Linked DNA regions of Mus musculus: region 2 is linked to region 1. The links are chromatin contacts, called in public Hi-C maps. All regions are on one chromosome and are shown on one strand. Each heading gives the region's core, a stretch centred on a gene start, on an enhancer-like site or on the middle of the called end of the contact. The rest is flanking DNA. Distances are from core to core; before and after follow the strand shown.

What was found. Hi-C and Micro-C count contacts between places; a contact is called where the count stands out from the background.
Region 2: a contact with region 1 is called in a Hi-C map of cortical neurons, with 3 times the contacts expected there. The contact joins two enhancer-like sites. A contact is called at or near these places in 1 of 39 promoter capture datasets (hippocampal neurons), 9 of 484 Hi-C or Micro-C datasets (cortical neurons, embryonic fibroblasts, embryonic stem cells and 3 more), 2 of 115 datasets of contacts at active chromatin or transcription factors (both in embryonic stem cells) and 3 of 9 other capture datasets (embryonic stem cells, liver and pancreatic islet).

The regions. Positions count from the first base shown.
Region 1 is chr2:77,054,838-77,058,110 of GRCm38.p6, forward strand. It overlaps Ccdc141 (coiled-coil domain containing 141), which reads right to left. Exons shown (of 24, transcript NM_001025576.3): 10 at 3,056-3,175. Among named protein-coding and RNA genes, the nearest start is that of Gm39862, 14 kb to the right of the region's middle. Within about 2 kb of position 1,819, at least 16 of the 459 cell types and tissues checked have an H3K27ac peak or open chromatin away from gene starts, as enhancers often do. A contact at or near this core is called in cortical neurons, where this site is marked.
Region 2 is chr2:77,266,820-77,270,362 of GRCm38.p6, forward strand. All of the region lies in intron 1 of Sestd1 (SEC14 and spectrin domains 1), which reads right to left. Among named protein-coding and RNA genes, the nearest start is that of Sestd1, 12 kb to the right of the region's middle. Within about 2 kb of position 1,917, at least 126 of the 459 cell types and tissues checked have an H3K27ac peak or open chromatin away from gene starts, as enhancers often do. A contact at or near this core is called in cortical neurons, where this site is marked.

The sequences.
Region 1 (3,273 bases), core at 569-3,068:
TTCGGCTTATCCATCTATTACGGATATTAATTGAACTTGTACTGAGAATTTCCTCAATCAAAGAAAGGTGTAACTTTCAGAATTCCAAAAAGGAAGGGAAAAAAGGCACTTGAATCTGAAAGCCATCTCCAGCCCTTCCTTGGCTCTGTCCAAAGCTGAAGACCTTTTGTTCTGGTGCTTAAGGTAGACGCATAATGCCCCGGGGACATAGAGAATCAAGACCCAGTAAGCAGTTTACGGCTCCTGAGATGTGTTGTGCTGGGACTCTGGGCTCCTCGGTCCATGGTAGAACTCTTGAAAGCTCCTAGCAAGCCTAGCTTACAATGCTTGAACTCTCAGCTCCAGCTTTTAGAGCTTCCCTGTCTCTTGGCTTCTCAGACTTTTCTTAGCTACCCTAGGATTCTGCCATTGGTGTTGCTATGCAGGCCTTAGCTCCAGACATCAGGCTCTCAGCTCCCGGGCACCCTCTGACACTCACTCTTCAGTTCTGCTACTTCTTTGCCACTGCTGTTGCCTCTGCCACCAGTGTCGGAAGCCCCAGGGGTCTTACCTGACCATTATACAATTCAGTTCAGCCTGCTCTACCCACGATACAGACCACAAGTAAACTAAGATATCATTCAGGAGAGGAACTTCTTGGGTCCTACTGTTAAAACACAGAGGGATATCATGAAGGAGAGGGACTCCTCAGACAAACAACCTGCTTGCACAGGTAGAGAGGGGACATGGCATGCTGGTGCTTACGTTTTGAATCTCTCTCTCAGTGACAGCCTGGATATGTGAACTTCCCTACTGTCTCAATCACAAGCTCTTTAAAAGCACCACTGACAAGCCTCCTGTAGGTCCAGCCTCTCAAGGTTTGGGTTGAGGCTGAGCCCTACTCTTCCTCCCAATGGGGCTATGACCCACGGGTTGAGATCCCTGGTCTAGAGCAAGGCCCCCAGAAGCTGAAGCCTATGGCCTCAGCCACAGTCCTGATCGCTGTACTCCTTGTACCCAAGTCTAGCTTCTTTAAGGCATCCATGAAGTGCTCAAAGCCAAGATCCCACTATGACAGTTTAGCCAGTAGCCAGTAAGAGGGATTATTAAGCTAACAGCCCCCATTCAAGGTAATGGGATACAAAGAAGAATCTGACAGCTGTCAATCAAAAGCTCAAACTGGCCAGGTTCCCAGCAGCTTAGCTTATTTGTGGGGAAAGTAAACACTAAAAGGTGCTTACAATAAAGACCTGTCATAGCATTAGCATTCTTAATAATATTTAACAGTGCTTAACTCCTAGTTAATTGCCCTTAGGGAGAGCTGGTCTTTCTGATCCCTTTTAATACATTACCTGCATGTCTATTCCAACGGTGTATAAACAAAATTATTATTGCCGGCCATATAAAAGTACAGCATATATAATTATGTGCAGCACATAATGCTTCCTAATTAACTGTGTTACTGGTTCATATATTTGCTATCACTATTTTTATTGTTGGAGGATTCTTCTACACATAGGAGAAATGTACTTTAAGGGAGGAGACCTGCTTGAGCTGGCAGCAGCTTCATACACGGTGTTTACATTTCTCTACGGCATCAAGGAACAATGTCTGGCGACTGCCTACGTCTGTGTTAAGTGCACACTGTGATGCTCACACAACACCAGCCAAATCGTGCAACGGCCCGGTTCTCAGAGTGCATCGTCATCACTGAGTGATACATGACTAAGAGCCACAGAAAGAAATCCCTGCAAAACTTCCCGAGAACAAGGGAGGAATGAAGCAGAATTAAAATGTTTGTGCTCTCACTTGCAGCACAAGGGACATCTTCCCCATTGTGTTAACATGCTTGCCAGGAACCCCACTGACTGCACTGAGCTGCAATTTGCCAGTCCTGCTTCGTGACAACACACTGCAGAAAAACGAGGAGCAAGGGATTTCTCCCCCTGAGTTCTCTCTCATGCTTCTAAATTCTAAACAGAGAATGCCTTCAGACAAGGCTTAGGCATTTTAAATGAAGATGTTTCTAAATCCTATTCTAATAAGGAGGAAAGAAAAAAAAAAAAACCAGTGTGCCTATCCACAGGGAGGGGGCTGTTTTGAGTGAGGGTCTTCTGTGGAAACCAGGAGAAATGGGGTTTTTCTTGCTGATGCAGGTGAGTGGGGTGCGGGGGAGGCACTCACTTTAAAATTCTACAGGGCAGGCAGACAGTGTAGATTTGGAACCTCTAGGGCAGAGGTTCTCAACCTGTGGGGTGCAACCCCCTTGGGGGGTCACCAAACAGATAACTTGCATATAATTTACATTATGATTCATAACAGCAAAATTACAGTTTTATGGTTGGGGGTCACCACCACATGAAGAACTGTGTTAAGGGGCCACAGCCTTAGGAAGTGTGAGAAGCTCCGGCCTGGCAGGAGTCTCTAAATCCAAGGCAGAGCCACACTTGGGGCGGGCACTCAGTGTCTGAATATGGAGGTGAAGCAAGTTTAGATTTGCCTTATTAAAGATTGCAGATGACGCATGTTGTTTCTGGAAATTCTGTGTGATTTTATTGTGAAATTCTTGTAAGAAGTCACAATCTTAGAGGAGTGCTTTCCTGCCTAGTCTGGCACCTCGAAAGTGTTGCTAACACGAGTCTGTTCTCAGGCAGAGAACCAATGCCAGCTAAGAATCTGAAAACTACAGTTGCCTACAGTTGCAATAAATATGCTAATAAATGGACACAAAAAAATACACACAACTTAGACACACATAACAGTGTATGTGATTTTCATGTCATTATCTGTATTAACTTATAATTACAGCTCTTTTTTTTTTTTTTTGGTTTTTCGAGACAGGGTTAGCCCTATATAGCCCTGGCTGTCCTGGAACTCACTTTGTAAACCAGGTTGGCCTCAAACTCAGAAATCCACTTGCCTCTGCCTCCCAAGTGCTGGTATTAAAGGCATCCTCCACTACCGCCCGGCTATAATTGCAGCTCTTAAGGGAGCTGGAACTAAATGCCATATCTTTGGAAATTGTTTTTAAATAATTATTTTCAACATTATGGTCCTAGAAATAACTTTCATTTACCTTGACTTGGATATCCAATTCCAGATATTTATTTAAAATCTTCTCTGATTCAGAAGGGCTGGAAGCAACATCCAATGTGGTAGCAAGAATGGGCCTGATTTCCTGAATTGACATTTCCACCTTAGGGAATAGAGAATATATTGTAGTCTTAAAAATATATACTTATATAAAGGAGTGTACATATAAGGAAATATTGTTCCATACATCACCATTGTATT
Region 2 (3,543 bases), core at 667-3,166, 210 kb after region 1:
CTCAGGCACACACCATCTATGCCAACATAAGCTCACTACAGAGTAACTACAGAGGCAGGTTGAAAATAAAAGAATTTTTTAAAAATGTAAATTAAAAAAATAGTAACCAAAAGAATACAGAATGACCTCTAATAATACATAAAGTTGACTCCAGAGTGAAGAAAATATCAGACAGAGAAGCAAATTACTTAAAGAGCGCTAATTCATGAAGATACAGCATATATTTAACAGCAAAACTGGAAACCATGGAGCAAAAACAGGACTGAAAAGGTCACCAACAGACACCTGGAGACTCAGCAGGCAGCTAGCTTCCCTCCATTTCTTCCTCTCCTCTCCCCTGACTCCACTTCCTCCACCTCTCACCTCCTCTCCCTTTCCCCTTCCACCTCCCCCCATCCCTGTCACCCTGTCCTAGTCGCTTAAAAGTTCATAAAACAGAAAATCAACAATAAAGAACCCAACAGCTCTCCATCAAGCCACAATTCCTAATCAACATTTATGGAACAATGTATTAAATAGTAGAATGTACCTGTCTTTCAAAATATCCATGGACCACACCCCAAGATGACCCCAGGCAAGCTCCAGTAAACTTGAAACAAAAGATCAGGCTAAATGTCTTCTCTGATTACAATGAAACCAAGCTAGAAATCAGAAACAACAGTAACAACAATGAAAGGGAAATAAATGTTCAAGTATTTCAAAACTAAGGAGCAGTTTCTAAATAACCTGCAGGAAGATGGTGACCTAAGGAAAGGGACAAAGGTGAAATTTGTGGGATAACCTTGATGGTGGAAGTTGGTCTTGATCCAACTCTGAGCTTATGTATAAGAATTGGGCTCCCATTAACAAATTCCACTGAGCACATTTCTTACTGGTTAAGTAGATACTGTTTATAGTTGAATGGGATAAAACACATGTTGGTGTTTTGCTTATTTGTTTGTTTTAAGTTTACTCTGGTGTTGGGCTGTAGTTAGGTGGCAGAACACATATTTGTATACCCAAGGCCCTGAGTTCAGTCCTCAGCACTGCCATCTCAGTTCATCTATGACGTGAATCATTGAATCACGTGACCTAGTGATGACCATATATGGGGGGGGGGGGTGTCACCAATGCTTCCCTCCAGCAGTCTATGCTCTGTGATCAAATGTCACCAAAGCAACTGAAGTGCCATGCACGAGTCGATATGCTGTGCATTGAGTGCTGTGTCTCCTCAAAAGTCCTAACCCTCCATGTGACCTCTGAGGCAATGGGCCACTTGTAATGACTAGCTCAGCTCATGAGGACAGGACCAGCACCCTGCTGAGAGAGATGTCTAAATCCTATGACACTGTGATCTACACTCTAGCCACAGCCATCAAGAAAACAACAGAGGACCTCAAGTTCAAGGCCTACTTGGGCTACAAAGTGAGCTCAAGGCTAGTCTAGGCCACTTACTAAGGCTATCTCATGTTTTTAAATGCAAAGAGGACCAGGGGCACAGATGGAGAGTATCTGACCTTGCATCTAAGACCCAGTACCACAAAAGAGATGCCAAAAAGGGCCCTCCTGCCCTCCTTCACGAAAGGCCACAAGAAGATGCCATCTATGAATCACACCAGACATCAAACATGACACTGATTTCAGACTTTCCTGCCTTTACAAGTGTCAGAACTTCATCACTATTGCTTACAACAGCCCCAGAATACATGCTGAACAAACAAACTAGATATAAATAGCAGCCTGAACAAACAAAACAGATGTAAATCATACAAGTTTCTCTCCTACCAACATTCTTTTTTCTAAAATATCTGATCTTAAGGAAGTATTAGGAAAAAAAAAAACAAATATCTGCTTGGATGACTCACACTAAGATATGAGTAACTGCTGGGCTTGAATAGTTCCAAGGTACAAAAACAGCCTCACTCAAAGGACACTGTAATAGAAACTGTGTATGCAGAACAGAATCCAAGTTTTTTGCTCATCTGCGTAAGTCAGCTGCCCCAGGGCCTACCACAGCCTACCGCCCAGTTTCTAGCCTGGTAGTTCTCAAGTATTTAGATGTAAGTGGGATACAAATCCTAAATTACAAAGCACTGGCAGTGCCTTCCTTCTTGTTATAAACCCAGATCCTGAAAGAGCTTTGCCGCCTTTCCCACAGGGGAGGTATATAGCACAGAGCTCTTGTCTGGATAAAGACAAGACGAGCCCCACCCACATTAGTAAAATCTGCACCTGTCTTCTCAGCCACCATAAAGCTCACTCCGGGCTACTAAGTGCTCCAGGGCATCTGTGTAGATGATATCTCCAGTCCCAGGAGTCTGTCCTTTCTGATTAAGTAGGACTGACTGAACTGTATTTTAAGGCAACTAAGAGAAATTCTGGCTTTTGGGTTCAGCTGGGTCTGATGAAGGAAACAGGTCTGCTTCCATCTGGCTGAGCCCCTGAGGCTTCAAACCAGACTCGGATTCCACTGAAGTGTTTACTTCCCGTCCTGATTCAACATCCCTTTCCTCTCCTCAGCATGGTGGTCACATTTGTACCGACTCTTCTATCAGCTCTAAGCGCAGGTAATGTGTTCCTGGGTGCTGGGGTGTCCATCTTGTAAGAGTTAAGTAGGAGGCAGCACACGTGATGTGCTGGTTTTACCTCACAGATGCTCCAACACAAGAGACAGATTTCAGAAAGAGCAAAGGACTTCTCCTGTTAATCCCAGCCAGCTGAGAACTAAGCGCCTTCCCCTCACTCTAACAGCACAGGCGCCCACTTGTCGAGAGACAAGGCTACTCTGGCTAGGGTTGGAGGTTGTCCTCTACTGGACCCCGCTACTTGTGAGCACAGAGGGTGAGCTAGTAGGTATGGCAGGCAAGCAGAGATCCTATCTCAGACACCAGGCCGACACAGAATGTCCCCCAGACTCCTTTGGGAGGGATTTGCCTCCAGTGACCCAAAGGACCCACCACTAGACCGTAGTGCTCAAGGTCCCACTTCCCCTCAACAGCACCATGCTGGGCTCGGCTCCTGACACACGGGCCTTTGATGGACATGTTACAGCCAAGCTTTTGCCCAGCATGCCCAGGGCTGAAGAAGACAAAAGCAAAGACACCCAAACTGCAGCAAGCTGGGAAAACAGACTCTGCTCTTGTTTAAGCAGTGAGAAGAAGGGGAGGAAAGCAATGGAGCACGGCTGGGCAGAAGGCAGTTACTGAGGATGCTACGGAAGGATGCTACTCAACAGTAGAAGGCATCAGACGCAAGTGCCGACTGGCAAGGGTGGTACCAGCTGGAGAACTCAATGGAGAAGGAGAACTTCTACAAGTCGCTATTACTCCTAATCGTGGTTATATATACAAAGAACTTTCATTTCATGCCTAATTATTATGCAAAATAATAAATCTGCATGTTATAAACTATGTCAAACTGATGTGTTTTGAGCTTTACTTTATATAACCACAAACTGTTCTTCCAGCCCTCTTCCTGGCAGCCTCCTTGGTCAATTACAAAGCTGCAAAAGCAGCAGGGCCACACCCTTAAATCTCTAAGCATCCCCAGTCACCATGCTTGCCA